2 separate regions of the Arabidopsis thaliana genome follow, and region 2 is linked to region 1. Evidence: chromatin contacts called from public targeted proximity ligation data. All regions are on one chromosome and are shown on one strand. The core of a region is the stretch at or near the end of the contact, and the rest is flanking DNA. Distances in the headings are between cores, read along the strand shown.

Region 1 (7,401 bases), core at 3,277-5,776:
AGTTTTGCGCGGTATCACTTGGAACCGTTGGCAGGCACCGAAACAAGCTCTAATCTTTTTAAGCATGTAGAAAACGTTTTGTATAGAGCTCGATATCATAGCATAGAGATACTAGTAGCACGACAGTACATCTCTTTCTATGATCAAGAAGAAGACCAAGATGAGACGCTCCTTAGGTTTTCAAAGCTCAATTTCAATTTTTGCCAGATGCATTACGTCAAAGAGCTCAAAATTGTCACTAGGTAAGTATATTGTATATATATAACATCTTTCGTCGTCAATATTCTTTTTTATGTAACCTAATTTATGGTTCTAGATGGTGGAAGGAGCTAGGTATCGCATCTAAGCTACCGTACTCCATAAGGGAGCGAAATGTGGAGACTTATCTTGGGGGCTTGGGAGTGCTTTTCGAGCCGCGATATTCACTTGCAAGAATTTTCTTAGCTAAACTAACACTGATCATGACTGTTGTGGATGATACATGTGATGCATATGCCACTCTTCCTGAAGTTCAGAGTCTTCATGATGCTTTTCATAGGTATGTATGTAGAGGTCTTATATACAACCATTCTGCATACATGCAGGGTCGACCCTAAAAATTGTTGGGCCAAAGCTTTAAAGAAAAAAATCATGTTGTTTTTTAAGCTTAAGAAAATTTGGACTAAATTGGCTAATGAATTTTAGAAAAAAAAAAAAAAAAAACTTAGGGCCACAAAAATTGTTTCACTAGCCTCCTACATGCCAAGATCTCATGCATTTATGATGTTATCATATATCAATGTATTTAACCAGAAACAAATGTCCAGATGGGATCTGCGTGCCATGGAAGAACTACCGAGGTATATGAGAATCATCTACCAAAGTGTGTTCGAGACTGTGGAAGATATTGATCGAGAAATGATAGCTCGAGGAAAACATGGTCGGTTGCAACTAACCATAGATGAGGTAAGTTGATCGAACTCAAGTAGTAGCAAGAGTAGAAACCAATTAAAAGTCAATTAACAAAGGACAACGATCCTTGCAGATCAAGAGTCTGATGATATGGTATCTTGGGATAGCAAAATGGGCACGCTCAGATCAAGTGCCAAGCTTTGAGGATTACATGGAGATTGGGACACCCTCGTCTGCATTGGATGACTTTGCATCCTACGGCTTTATAGCAATGGACGATTGTGATCAGAAGCAATTGAAGGAATGGTTTTACTCCAAACCTAAAATCTTTCATGCCTTGAATGCTCTGTTTCGTATCAGAAATGACATTGTCACGTTCGAGGTACGTACACAAGTTTTAATTATTATCTTCTTTCCTAGGTACTATTGGAAGATCTCTAATGTAAGTAATACAATAAACAGCAAGAGATGAGCAGAGGAGAGGTGGCAAATGGTGTCAACTGTTACATGAAGCAACATGGTGTCACCAAAGAAGCAGCGGTTGAAGAACTGAGGAAGATGGAAAGAGAGAGTTATAAGATAATGATTGAGGAGTTCATGACGTCCAAAGCTATGCCACGACAGATTCTGGTGCGACCCGTCAACATTGCGCGTGTAATGGATTTGTTTTACAAAGAAGCCGATGGATTTGGGCATCCTGATCAAAAGCTCTTACAACTTATTGCGTCTTTGTTCCTCCATCCAATACCTCTTTGAACATTTATAAAAAGTTATATAAGGAGTTTTTATATATGTATGTGACTTTGAATAAGTGTTTTGTATATGTTTACTTTGAATTTGAATTTTCTTTAATTTATTTTACCAAACCGTTATAACTTTTAATATATTTGATATTAATAGTTGCGTCTCAAAGGTAACTTCTCATAATTTAATGGAATACAATTCGATTTAATTGAAATTGAAAATCAATATAATGGAATACTTTTCGATTATATTAATTTACAATTCAATTATATACTCTTAAACATGAATACTTAGGGGGATGTATTGGACTAAACATTTTGTATGATTTAGTGGAATTTAGATTTGGAGGGATTTTAGTAGGCTTTAAGGTAATTCTAGATGATTTAATCCAAAATCCAAAATCTTTGGTTGTTGTAAGTATAGACTTTTATGTAACTACAAAAACAAAGCTCTAGTGATTTGGTGAGATTTATCATTAAACTTTGTCACATTGGTGTTGTGTGTGATTATTTTTCTCTCGTCACCTCCAAAAACTCAAGTCTCGTTCCAGCTTGATCACATGGTTGTCATTATCCCATGACATTAATCTCACATCAATCTCAAGATTCTCCGATACACAATTAAACAACTCTTGAATATTGAGATAAATTATTAGTTCTTTTGTCAAGACTAGTAAAAAGTTTTTGATCAAAGTTTTTGCTTATCACACGAGTACTAACTATTGTAGAAGTATGTAAAAAGCTTCATGCATTAGTGGGATGAAGCATTATGGATTATTGATTCAGAGCAGCACTTATTCTTGAATACAAGTTTGTATAGGTCACGTTGTGCTCTTAATTTCCATCTAATTCATGGCTGAAGCTTTATCTACTTGACCACTATATTGGTAAAATGAATTAAAGATATGTACCCCCATGACATCGTAGTCTCTGCGAAAATTTCACCATGGTTAATATATTCTTCGAAAAATGCCCTAGAGAATTTACAAACTATTGATTTTAGACACACAAAAAAAAGAGAGAACTAATTGTTGAAAACAAAGAAGTACGTAGTCAAAGCCATGGAGAGGAGGAGAAGAAGATACAGGTAGGCTTTTTGTTTAATGCAATTTTTAATATAAACATTATTTTAAAATTTATGTGAAAACTGAAAACTCTCAAATCCCACCTATTTTTTTTTTGGCCTCTATTTTCAACTACAAATGTATCTGAAGTCTCCTAAAATCCTCTTTTAAACCTCTTCTTAAAAAAAACTGGTAATTTTTGAATAACAGTGGATTTGATATGAGTTTTATGAATCACTGATTGAATAACAAGGGATTACAAATGATTTTGAATGATTTTACACAAATTTCATTTTCAATAACATAGGATTTTAAAAGGAATTTAGAAATCATTAGTTGAATAACATGTGATTTGTAGAAAAAACAAAAGTCTTGTAAAATTCCTATTCCAATACACCCCCTTAGTTTGGATGTGTTTAAAGTTCTTAACAGCATAAGATAGATACCTGGGTGACATTAGTTATGCCGTAGAGCAACAGTAAAGAAACAGAGAACCCCCCCAAAAAGGCTACACAACATCCCCAAATAGACCCTAGATAGGAAAAACAGAGTCATAAATTTTCTTTTTAGAATTGGTGTGTTCCACGTCATTATGAAAGGGGTATTGATCGGAAGTACAAAGAGGTCATAAAGTGTTCAGTTGTGTTCATTTGTTTTGTGCACTTTGTTTAGAAACCGAGTGTGTTTAGCAAAGTAATTATTTTTTTTAATATTTTTTTGACGGCATGTAATTAAATATTTAATAATTAATTGTTTGTGGATAATAAACAATAAACATAATACAGCGTCAATATTTCTTCAGTTGAGTCTTCTTCGTCTGTTATTGACAATTTGACATTGTGGTCTTATAGAGAGAAAAGAAACAACACAAAACAAAAATCATATCAAATCCAAAAACTAAAAAAAAAAAAAATCATTTTGAAGAGAGAAAGAGATATTTTCCGGGGAAGTCTGCATTTTTCAATCTTTAAAAGAATTTATTTTTCAATCCATACGTTTCTTCATCTTCTTCACCAATCTCACTCTGAAAAATATCCTCTTGAGTATTTCAATAATAATGCACGATTACATAATTCACCACTAATGTTGCATTACCACTCCCAAAGTCAAATCCTTTCTTTTTATTATTATATTTTAAATTCTTTTCTCGCATATTAAAATCATTTGAGACTATAGATATGGGAAAATTAACTAAACTGAATATACCAAATCAAAATCGAAGAAAAAAAAATTTAATCGAACCAAACAGAAAATTAAAAAATAATTGAATGAATACTAAACTCTAGAATCGAAAGAACCGAAATCGAATCGGTATCAAACCGCAATATTGCGGATAACAATAACTAACCAAAATACAATTATAAATCCAAATATTAGTTATTTTGTATAGACTAAATAATAAAAAAGAAAATATTTGAAAATATATAAAAATAGTTGAAATGCAAAAAACAAATCGAAAATTTATGAAAATACCCAAAATAATCGAAATATCCAAAAATTCAAAGCAAAATAACTGAAATATCTGAAAATCCAAAGCAAAATAATCGAAATATCCAAAAATTTAAAGCAAAATAACCGAATAGATGCTAAATTTTAGAACGAAAACCGAAATTTCAAAATATCAGAATTGATACATCCAAGACTATTAAACTGTCTCATTTTATTTTATCTAACTAATCTTGATAAAAAAAAACACCATTTGTGTTAATTTTTTTGTGCACATGTTTAGAATTCGAGTATGTTTAGCAAAGTAATTAAATTTTTAATAATCCAATACTTAAATAATCAACTGTTTTTGGATAATAAACAATACATATAATACAGCGTCAACAATTTTCTTCCGTTGAATCTTCTTCCTCTGTTCTTGTGGTCTTATAGAGAGAAACAAAACAAACAAAAATCAAACCAAATCCAAAAAAAATCATTTTGAAGAGAGAAAGAGAGATTTGCATTTTTCAATCTTTAAAGAAATTGATTCTTCAATCCATACGTTTCTTCTTCTTCACCAATCTCACTTTCAAAAAGATCTTCTTTTGCTAAGTTCTGAATCCAAAGTCTCAAACTTTCATGTAAAGTTGAAGTCTTTTGTGATTCTTTCTTCTGGGTTTTTGAATGGGTTCAAAGTTTTGAGAATTAGGGTTTAGAGATTTAAGTTTGTTTTGGGGTTTTAAGTTTTTGGATAAGCTTGTTTAGTGATTTGTGTGGAGATGGGAGAGTTTGAGGTAGATGGAGAAGAGAAACTGATTGTTGCTGCTAAGTATCTTGTTAAGGAACTTAGATCTGGTAAGAGTCTTACTAAAAATGCTAAGAATGTTTTAGGCAATCTCTTATTAGAGCTTTCTCGTGTGGTGATAGCTGAGGATACTCAGGATAGAGATGAGGAAGATGAAATAGGTGAGATTGAGGAAAGGCTTAATGTTGTTAGTGAGAAGATTATGACTAGAGAAGTCGATGAATCAATGATTTGGGATTTAGGTTCAGATGAAGGTAATCTGTATTTGGATGCTGTGAATGAGTTGAGAAGTTTGATTGATCGGTTAGACGGAAGTGAGGAGCTTTCTTTAAGAAAAGCTCATGATGTTCTTCAAATAGCTATGGCACGGCTTGAGGATGAGTTTAAGCATCTTCTTGTGGAGAATAGATTGCCTTTTGAGCTTGAACATTCGTCGTTTCGGTCTATTGAAGCGGATCATGGTGTGGAGGAAGAGTCCATGGCTTCTTTTGGTGCTGCTTCTACTGAGGATTTGATTCTTGGAAGTAATAATGATAGTAGGAGAAACTCAGGGGACGTTGTGGTTGATTTGGTGAATCCTGATGTTATATTAGATCTCAAGAACATTGCGAATACTATGATTGCTTCAGGGTATGACCGTGAGTGTATTCAGGTGTGTACAATGGTTAGAAAAGATGCTTTGGATGAGTTTTTGTATAACCATGAGGTTGAGAAGTTGAGTATTGAAGATGTTTTGAGGATGGATTGGGCGACGTTGAATACGAATATCAAGAAATGGGTTCGGGTTATGAGAGATATCGTCCAGGTATATCTCTTGAGTGAGAAGTCTCTGGATAATCAGATCTTTGGAGACTTGAATGAGATCGGTCTAACATGTTTCGTCGATACTGTGAAGGCTCCGATGATGCAGTTGCTTAATTTTGGTGAAGCTGTGTCTCTTGGTCCACGACAACCTGAGAAATTGCTTAGGATTCTTGAAATGTATGAGCTAGCATCTGAGCTTTTACCAGAGATCGATGCTTTGTTCTTGGATCATCCCGGTTCGTCCGTAAGAACCGAATACAGGGAAGTGATGAGGAGACTTGGGGATTGTGCAAGAACAACGTTTCTTGAATTCAAAAGTGCGATTGCAGCGGATGTCTCATCGCATCCTTTCCCTGGAGGCGCGGTTCACCCGCTTACAAACTACGTGATGAATTACCTCATGGCTCTAACAGATTTCAAACACACGCTCGACTCTCTTCTAATGGAACATGATGATGCAGAAGATCTCACAATACCACCATCGCCGGATATTATCAATCCCGTGATGGTCGAAGAAGAGTCTACCTACGAAAACTCCTCTTCACCGGAGAAATTTCTGGCAATGACCCGACATTTCTACTCCATAACCTCTGTCCTCGAAGCCAACCTTCAAGAGAAATCAAAACTATACAAAGATGTCTCTCTACAACACATTTTTCTCCTCAACAACATACACTACATGACCCGGAAAGTGCTAAAGTCCGAGCTGAGACACATCTTCGGCGACAAATGGAACCGAAAACATACATGGAAGTTTCAGCAGCAAGCAACAGAGTACGAACGCGCAACCTGGCTCCCTGTCCTATCGTTCCTCAAGGACGATGGTTCAGGTTCTGGTCCCGGTTCTGGCTCAGGTTCTGGTTCAAAGAATCTACGCCCGAGGGAGCGGTTCCAAGGATTCAACACTGCGTTCGAGGAAGTGTACAAAGCGCAAACCGGATGGCTAATTTCGGACGAGGGGCTAAGAGAAGATGTAAGGACAAAGGCGTCCATGTGGGTGATTCAAGCGTATTGGACATTTTACAGTAGACACAAGAACAGTGTCAGTGAAAGGTATATAAAGTACACTACTGATGATATTGAGAGACTCTTGTTGGATCTCTTTGCTGGTTCTTCTAAATCCTTGAACAATTCTTATAGAAGATGATGATAAATTGTGTTATGATGATAATTTTTTACTGTTACAAGTATAGAAATATATGTAATTTGTTTTGTTTGTATTGAATTTATTTGACCTTGTGTAATCTTTATATTCATCATTTCATGAATATCTATAGTGAAATAAAAGTTTGAGAAGTCTTTGTTGATTTGGTTGGTCTAAAGAATTATCAATTATGGTTGGAAAAGAATTGTAATCAAAATGAAATGAATGAATTTAGGAGTAAGAGACAAGTCAAAAGAAATAGACTTTGACCAAATCACAAGTTTGCAAAGGTCTTTTGTCAACTCCACGACGTTTCATGGAGTCACACCATAACACAACTTGATAATAATTTAACCAATTTGGAATTTTTAGTTGACAAATAGTATTTGTGAAAACTCAACTTGGGATTTTCTTTCTTACTTAAATTAATGGTCAATAATATTTTTATTCATCTGCAAACTGTAATACCATTTTTAAATTAAAATTATGAATTTAATCGCATATGGAATATATGATCTTGAC
Region 2 (7,401 bases), core at 2,955-5,454, 680 kb before region 1:
GCCTGACTACCCCCTGGCATTAGTCGGAAAGCATCCAAACTCGGGACAGACAGTGTGGTGGTCCTTCGGGAAAAAGTCCACTCTGAAGTACTTCGGTGCGTTTCTACCGGGGTTGACCGGATTAGCCGATAGGGTTTATCAAAAAAAAAAAAAAAAAAAAAAAAAGTATAGTTTTGCTATAAGATTTATGTTAAAGATACAACTATCATGACTAGAAAAAATTTAAGAGCTGTTCGGGTATTTTAAGACTTTAGGTATGGGTCTGGTTGGGATCGAGTTTTTTGGGTTCGGATTCGGGTTTACCCGGAGTATCCAAAACTCAAAATTTTGTATCAAAATATATTCAAATTACTTGAAAATACACAACTTCTAAAAGAATTTGAGTATTTTTTATCCGAATCAATCAAAAATAATTAAATTACCCAAAAATATACAAAATAGGTTAAAATCCAAAAACATTTAGGCAATTAAGTTGTTGTAAATATGATTGTTACTATTAAATTATTTCTATGTATATATATTTTAGATATGTTCGGGTACTTGATCAGGTTCAAGTTCAATCAGATTTGGGTTCGGGTTTTTGGGTTTTAAAGTTTAGGATTCGTTCGGATATTTTAAAATTTTGGGTTCGGGTTCGGATCGGGCTTTTCGGGTCGGGTTCAGTTCAGTTCTTTGGATTCGGGTATTTTGCCCAGGCCTAGTGTTTATTATTGAAATAACCAAAAAATCAGGACTTGATTGATTCTCCTCCTACCAACCGTAAACGCTGCATAAATGACTGCTTAAGAGCATGTTATGCTCGTTATAAGAGAATGGGTGAAGGTCGATCCGTTGGTTTGGAATTTAGAATCTGAAACTATGGAGGAAAATCGATTAGTTTGCCTGCGAGATTCAATGATGTACAAAGAGTTTGCAAGTAAAGTTAAAGAGAAGCTTGGAGTACGAGCCGAAGACGTTGTTTTAGAGATGTCCAATAAAAATCCCTCATAGATGGATCCAATCTACTATTTGTGAAGATCACAAGTCGTGTTTGGCAGAAAAATCCCTCATAAATATATTTTAAATTGTATTTATTTTATGTATTACATATATATTTGATGGGAAAATGTTAAATTGCGTTTTTGGCGAAAAAATATTGAATATCATTTTTGGCGGGAAAATGTTAAATTGCATTTTTGACCGGAAAATGTGAAATCCTTTTTGGCGAGAAAATGTTGAATGTCGTTTTTGGCGGAAAAATGTGAAATCATTTGTTGACGGAAAATTTTGAATCGCGTTATTTGACGGGAAGATGTTAAATTGCGTTTTGGCGGGAAAATGTTGAATGTCGTTTTTGGCGGGAAAATGTTGAATTGCGTTTTGGCGGAAAAATGTTGATTGTCGTTTTTGGCGGAAAATGTTGAATGTCTTTTTTGGCGGGAAAATGTTGAATGTCTTTTTTGCGGTAAACTGTTAAATCGCGGTTTTGGCGAAAAAATGTGAATTTGTTTTTTACGAGAAATGTTGATTCACTTGAAAAAGGACTTAATAAAACCCATGGGTACCCATAACCCAATGAGATAAACCCATATGAGTTTTATTTATTTGGACACCCAGCCCATTTTAAACATGTATTTTTTTTTCAGAAAAAGTAGATCTATGGGCTTAAAATTTTATATGGGTTTTGGGTACCCAGTGGATTTTAACCCATCATTAACATCTCTAATCACGACGTATAAATTTTCATCGAAGAGGTGAACTTCTGCGTCAATGTGATTAAGAAAATAACAGCACGTGAGATTCAACCGCAGAGGAGAGAGAAGCATTGGTTGCACTTTGTTTCAACAAACAATGTTACTATGTTAGAGTCTCTTTTGAGGATAACACAAAACTGAATGACATGATTTTGCATTTGATGAGGAACTTGCGATAGACGCAACAATCCCAAAACAAGTAATCAATATAGAAAAAGAAACAATCAGAGTGTGCTATGTTCCATGGCATAACTATTCAACAAAAAGAACCTATGATTCGCCTTACTTGAATTGCCTATAAATCAGGTGATAAAAGAAAAGGTTTGCTTGAGAAGACTGCTTCAAAAGCTAAAGACGAAGATGGCGATGAACATGATTTTCAAATTATTTCAATTTTAAAACCAGAAATCCCATATAGAGTTAAGTGTAGTGATGCGTCATGGTTTTTACTTCAAAAATTTTACCTAAAAACCACACCTTAACTGCAAGTGCACAGTAATCAGTAATAGTATTTTAGGATTGATCCCACATAGAGTGTAGCTACAGAGTATTGAATTCAGAGAAGAAGATCTATCTAACACAAAACTAAACTTGGAGGTTTTGGTTTTGTGTTTCCTATAACTAATGCAATGAAAGAAAATGAAAACTATGAATGAAACCAAAGTAAAGGTATGAAAGCAGAATGGATATCAGTTGTAAAGTATGAGACTAAGGCGTTGGGTGTTTTAGGGTTTCTCCGGGTATCATGGTTCTCGACTAACTAAGGTTTAGATCTATTTAAGTTTCTATATTTTCGTTCTAGTTCATAACTACGAAAGGCAAATAAACAAATTAGCCTAGGATATAGGTCTCACCGACAAATCTCCCTATAATCTGTTACTCAACTTTCGTAGGCAACAATGCATAGTTCAGTGCATTAAAATTGGATTTGCTAGGTACTCTATGACCGCTCAACAGATTGGATCTTGCTTTTGGCGGAATTTTAAATGATAAAAAGTTATCTTTTCACTTTTACAATTGGGGAAGATGTTGTTTAATACGCAAACTTTTAAAAGGTGGTCATTTAATACGTTAACTTCAAATATGCCCATTTAATACATGTAAAAATTGTTGACCGGCCATTTAATACATGTAAAAATTGTTGACCGGCCATTTAATACATATAAAAATCATTGACCAGACCAAAATCTACACGACGTTATCTAACATTAACAAATTCTGATAACAGTCGTTAACTAATCTCCGTTAGTACCCAATACTGACGTCGTTTTACCATAATCGAAACGGGAAAAACGTCATTTAATACACTAACTTTTAAAACATGGCAGTTTTATACACTAACTTCACATGTGACAATTTTATACATGAACTAAATGTTGACAAGCCGTTTAAGACATGAGAATGTGTTGACCATGCCAAAAAGATATACCACTATCTAAGCCTAAACATTAAGATTTGGGTCAGATTCGGTTTGGATTTATTCTAATTCAGTTAATTCAGATAGGAGAGTTTATTATATGTTAGGATTTTATAACTATTCACTTCAGATAGATGTTAGATTCATATCAGTTTTGGATCCAAATCTAACACCTATCAAAACTGAATAGTTATAAAATCCAAATGGATAATACACTCTCCTACATGAATTATCTGAATCCGATTAAATCCGAACAAAATCCAAACCGAAATCTGAATATCTAGGCCTAGACAGTGATATGTCTTTTTAGTCTGGTCACATATTCTTATATTTAAAATGGCTGATCAACGTTTAGTTCATGTATAAAATGATCACATGTGAATTTGATGTATAAAATATCTACAATTTAAAAGTTGAACAATCAAACGACATTTTTTCCCATTTCGATTGTGGTGAAACAACATTGTATTGAAAACTAACAAAAACTAGTTAACGGTTGTTATCATGTCTGTTAACACCAAATAACATCGTATAAATTTTAACTTGGTCAACGATTTTTACGTAATATAAATGAGTGGTCAATGAATTATACTTATATTAAATTACAATATACGAAATTCACGTACTAAATAACCAGTTTTTATAAGTTCGCGTATCAAACTATATTTTTTCCTTTTACAATTTACGTTTTTTAAGAAACCAGAATTAGAAAACTGTTAATCATGCAACATAAGTAAATTTACCAATACTACATAACATACAAAATAAAATAAAATATCATATGTTTAGTTAAACCAATTACATAATGTTTTTACCTTTATATATAGTATCTTTTTGAGACCATAATTCTCTTCTATTTTATAAACTTTCAAGCATATTATATACAATTCAGAAAATCCTAAACACTGCGTCGATTTTCTCCAAAATCCAATCAGCACCACCTAAGATCAAATAAATAGTCAACATAATACAGTAAATTTGACAATTTAATTTAATCTAATCTCATTTAATTCACCTTTCCTGGATACACACGTACCTCATTATCCAATAAACAAACAAAATCCATTTTTAAAAGATTATAGTGTCGTACACAATCACAATTTCCATCGTCAGCAAAACCAAAATCGTGAGGCCTATAATTTCCCTTCATCTCCAAAATCATTTCTCCTCAAATTTCTTCTTTAGAAGATTAAAAATCTTCTCTCTAATCTCTCCACTCTTTCATAAATATTTTCCTAATTCTTCTACCTTGGTGTCTGATTCTAGCACCAAACCATTTTCTCCTACCAAAATCTGGGTTTCGATCAATTTTAGGTCTTTTGATTCCTACTTGTCTAATCGTGTAAGTTCTGAATCAAAACAGTCAAATTTCATTTCTTCAATCAGAATCCATTTTCTGGGTCAAACCAATTTCGATCAAAATCAATTGGTTTTGAATCAATTTTAGATCTTTTGATTCCTACTTGTCTTAATCACTTGAATCCAAGTTTTGTCTCTTTTTAAGGTTGTAATAAAATTGGTTTTTGTAATAAAATCAATTGGGTTTGGATCAATTTTAGAGCTTTTTGATTCCTACTTGTGTATAATCTTGTAATTTTTGAATCAAAGTTCAAAGTCTTTTTTTCAAACAGTAAAATTTCGTTTTTTAATCAATTTCATCAGAATCCAATTTCTGGGTCAACTTTCGATCAAAATCAACTGGGCTTGAATCAATTTTAGGTTTTTCGATTCCTACTTGTCTAATCAGTTGAATCAAAGTTCGTCTCTTTTAAGGTTCGTTGCTTCAATAATACGTATAAAGATTTATTTTTGTACGATGTCTTATGTTATTTTTGTTCTCTAAATGAATTTTGACAGCTTGCAATTTCAAAGATGACAGTTGTTGGAGATGTTGCTCCAATTCCAAGGAGGAACAGTTCTACTTGCTCTAATGATATCGCTGCTCCGTTATTACCAGAGTGTCATGGAGATGAAGTTGCTCATGATGAATTCAATGGAGCTTCTTTTAGTGGCGCGGTTTTTAACCTCGCCACGACTATAATTGGTGCTGGTATCATGGCTTTGCCTGCTACAATGAAGATTCTTGGACTTGGACTTGGAATCACGATGATTGTTGTTATGGCTTTCTTGACTGATGCGTCGATTGAGTTCTTGCTTAGGTTTAGTAAAGCTGGGAAGAATCGATCTTACGGTGGTTTAATGGGTGGTTCTTTTGGTAATCCTGGAAGGATTTTGCTTCAAGTCGCGGTTTTAGTTAATAACATCGGTGTTTTGATTGTATACATGATCATTATAGGTATTGTTATGTTATCCTCGTCTTTCGAGTTTTTCGATATTATGTTGCCACTGTGTTGTTGAATCTTGTGTTTGTGTTTGAAGGTGATGTGTTGGCTGGAAAGACGGAAGATGGTATCCATCATTTCGGTGTTCTCGAAGGATGGTTTGGTCACCATTGGTGGAATGGAAGAGCTGCTATTCTTCTGATTACTACTCTTGGTGTGTTTGCTCCATTGGCTTGCTTCAAGCGAATCGGTTAGTGTCTGATTCGTTCCTTGTCGTAGATATTTCTATGTTTGGTACTGAATATATGATTATGCTGTTCTTTGCAGATTCTTTGAAATTTACATCGGCCTTATCCGTGGCTCTGGCGGTTGTGTTTCTCATTATTACTGCGGGAATTTCAATTATGAAGTTGATCAGTGGCGGTGTGGCGATGCCAAGATTGTTACCAGATGTTACTGACTTAACATCTTTCTGGAATCTCTTCACAGTCGTACCTGTTCTTGTCACAGCATTCATTTGCCATTACAATGGTATGTATGTGCTTAGTTCTTAATTTGGAAGCATAGCTTTAAAAAATGGAAAATAATCTCATGGTTCTTGGTTTTGTTTGACTTGTTGCAGTTCACAGTATACAGAACGAGCTCGAAGACCCCTCTCAGATAAGACCTGTTGTTCGATCAGCACTTATGCTCTGCTCATCTGTTTACATAATGACAAGTATTTTCGGGTTCCTCTTGTTTGGTGATGATACTCTTGATGATGTCCTTGCAAACTTTGACACTGATCTTGGAATCCCTTTTGGTTCTATCCTTAATGATGCGGTTCGAGTTAGCTACGCGCTTCATTTGATGCTCGTGTTCCCGATTGTTTTCTACCCTCTTCGGATTAACATTGACGGGCTCTTGTTCCCTTCCGCTCGATCATTATCTACCTCAAATGTGAGGTTCGGTTGCCTCACTGCCGGTCTCATCTCTGTAATCTTCTTGGGTGCAAACTTCATCCCAAGCATTTGGGATGCTTTCCAATTCACTGGAGCAACCGCCGCTGTTTGTCTCGGCTTCATCTTCCCAGCTTCTATCATACTAAAGTAAGTAGATTGTTTATATAAACCTCCACACAATCCTTGGCAGATTTGGTAAATTTATTTCGATTTTTGTATGTTCTCGCAGGGATCGTCATGACAAAGCAACAAACAGGGACACAACCTTAGCTATTTTCATGATTGTTCTTGCGGTATTGTCCAATGCAATCGCCATTTACAGCGATGCTTATGCGCTATTCAAGAAGAACGCTCCTCGTGAGTAAATCCCGGTATGAGAAAATGTGCAGTTTGGTGTTTAGCTTTTGCTTTTTCTTCTATGTGAAATCAAATAATGAAGAAGACAAGACTTCTCTTCTCTTATATGTTTGTACTTTTGTCGTTGAGTGTTCTAAGCGGACTTTTGCTTCGGTGTTATATACCACCATGAGTGTTGTTTGTAAAAAAACTCTGTATAAAAATTGTAATGCAGATACATATTTTGCCTTTTCATGACTCTTAGCTATTGCTTCATATCTATATACATATTTGGTTTTAAGAGCATGCCTAGGCACAAAGCCACCTTAAGCAATAGAAAGATCGATGTACTAGGCGTAAACATATTCTAATCTGTTGTATCATTCATAGTTTAAAATAACCAAACCAAGCTTTTGAATCAAACATTGATGTGTGACTTGTTAAATTCCATAGCATAAGAGGAAGTAAGTGGAGAAAGAGATAACAAACCAAAATCAAACAACTAAAGTTAGATGTCTTGGATCCATGTGTATTGTCTGTGAGTGTGTTTATGTTTCTTCTCTTTTACCTCACTTAGCTGTTGCTGTAGGCTTGAAACAATCTATGTTGCAAAATCCTACTGATCTTATCATCTCCCCAAACCTGTTATCATACATGATCATCAACAACATGATCATCAACACATCATAGAA

What was found.
Region 2: a contact with region 1 is called in a targeted proximity ligation map of seedling, with 4 times the contacts expected there. A contact is called at or near these places in 1 of 2 datasets of targeted methods (seedling) and 1 of 3 other capture datasets (seedling).

Annotation. Positions count from the first base shown.
Region 1 is chr3:11,296,820-11,304,220 of TAIR10.1, reverse strand. EXO70E1 (exocyst subunit exo70 family protein E1) reads left to right here and starts at 4,526. Exons shown (of 1, transcript NM_113866.3): 1 at 4,526-7,041. The coding sequence starts at 4,906. The coding sequence ends at 6,882. AT3G29410 (Terpenoid cyclases/Protein prenyltransferases superfamily protein) reads left to right here. Exons shown (of 7, transcript NM_113867.5): 3 at 1-242; 4 at 317-538; 5 at 807-945; 6 at 1,025-1,273; 7 at 1,354-1,790. The coding sequence ends at 1,647.
Region 2 is chr3:11,976,449-11,983,849 of TAIR10.1, reverse strand. It overlaps AT3G30390 (Transmembrane amino acid transporter family protein), which reads left to right and starts at 4,204. Exons shown (of 6, transcript NM_113938.3): 1 at 4,204-4,492; 2 at 5,008-5,446; 3 at 5,530-5,682; 4 at 5,760-5,963; 5 at 6,055-6,520; 6 at 6,603-7,013. The coding sequence starts at 5,023. The coding sequence ends at 6,738. AT3G30380 (alpha/beta-Hydrolases superfamily protein) reads right to left here. Exons shown (of 6, transcript NM_001161183.2): 6 at 6,941-7,351. The coding sequence ends at 7,279. It also overlaps AT3G00610.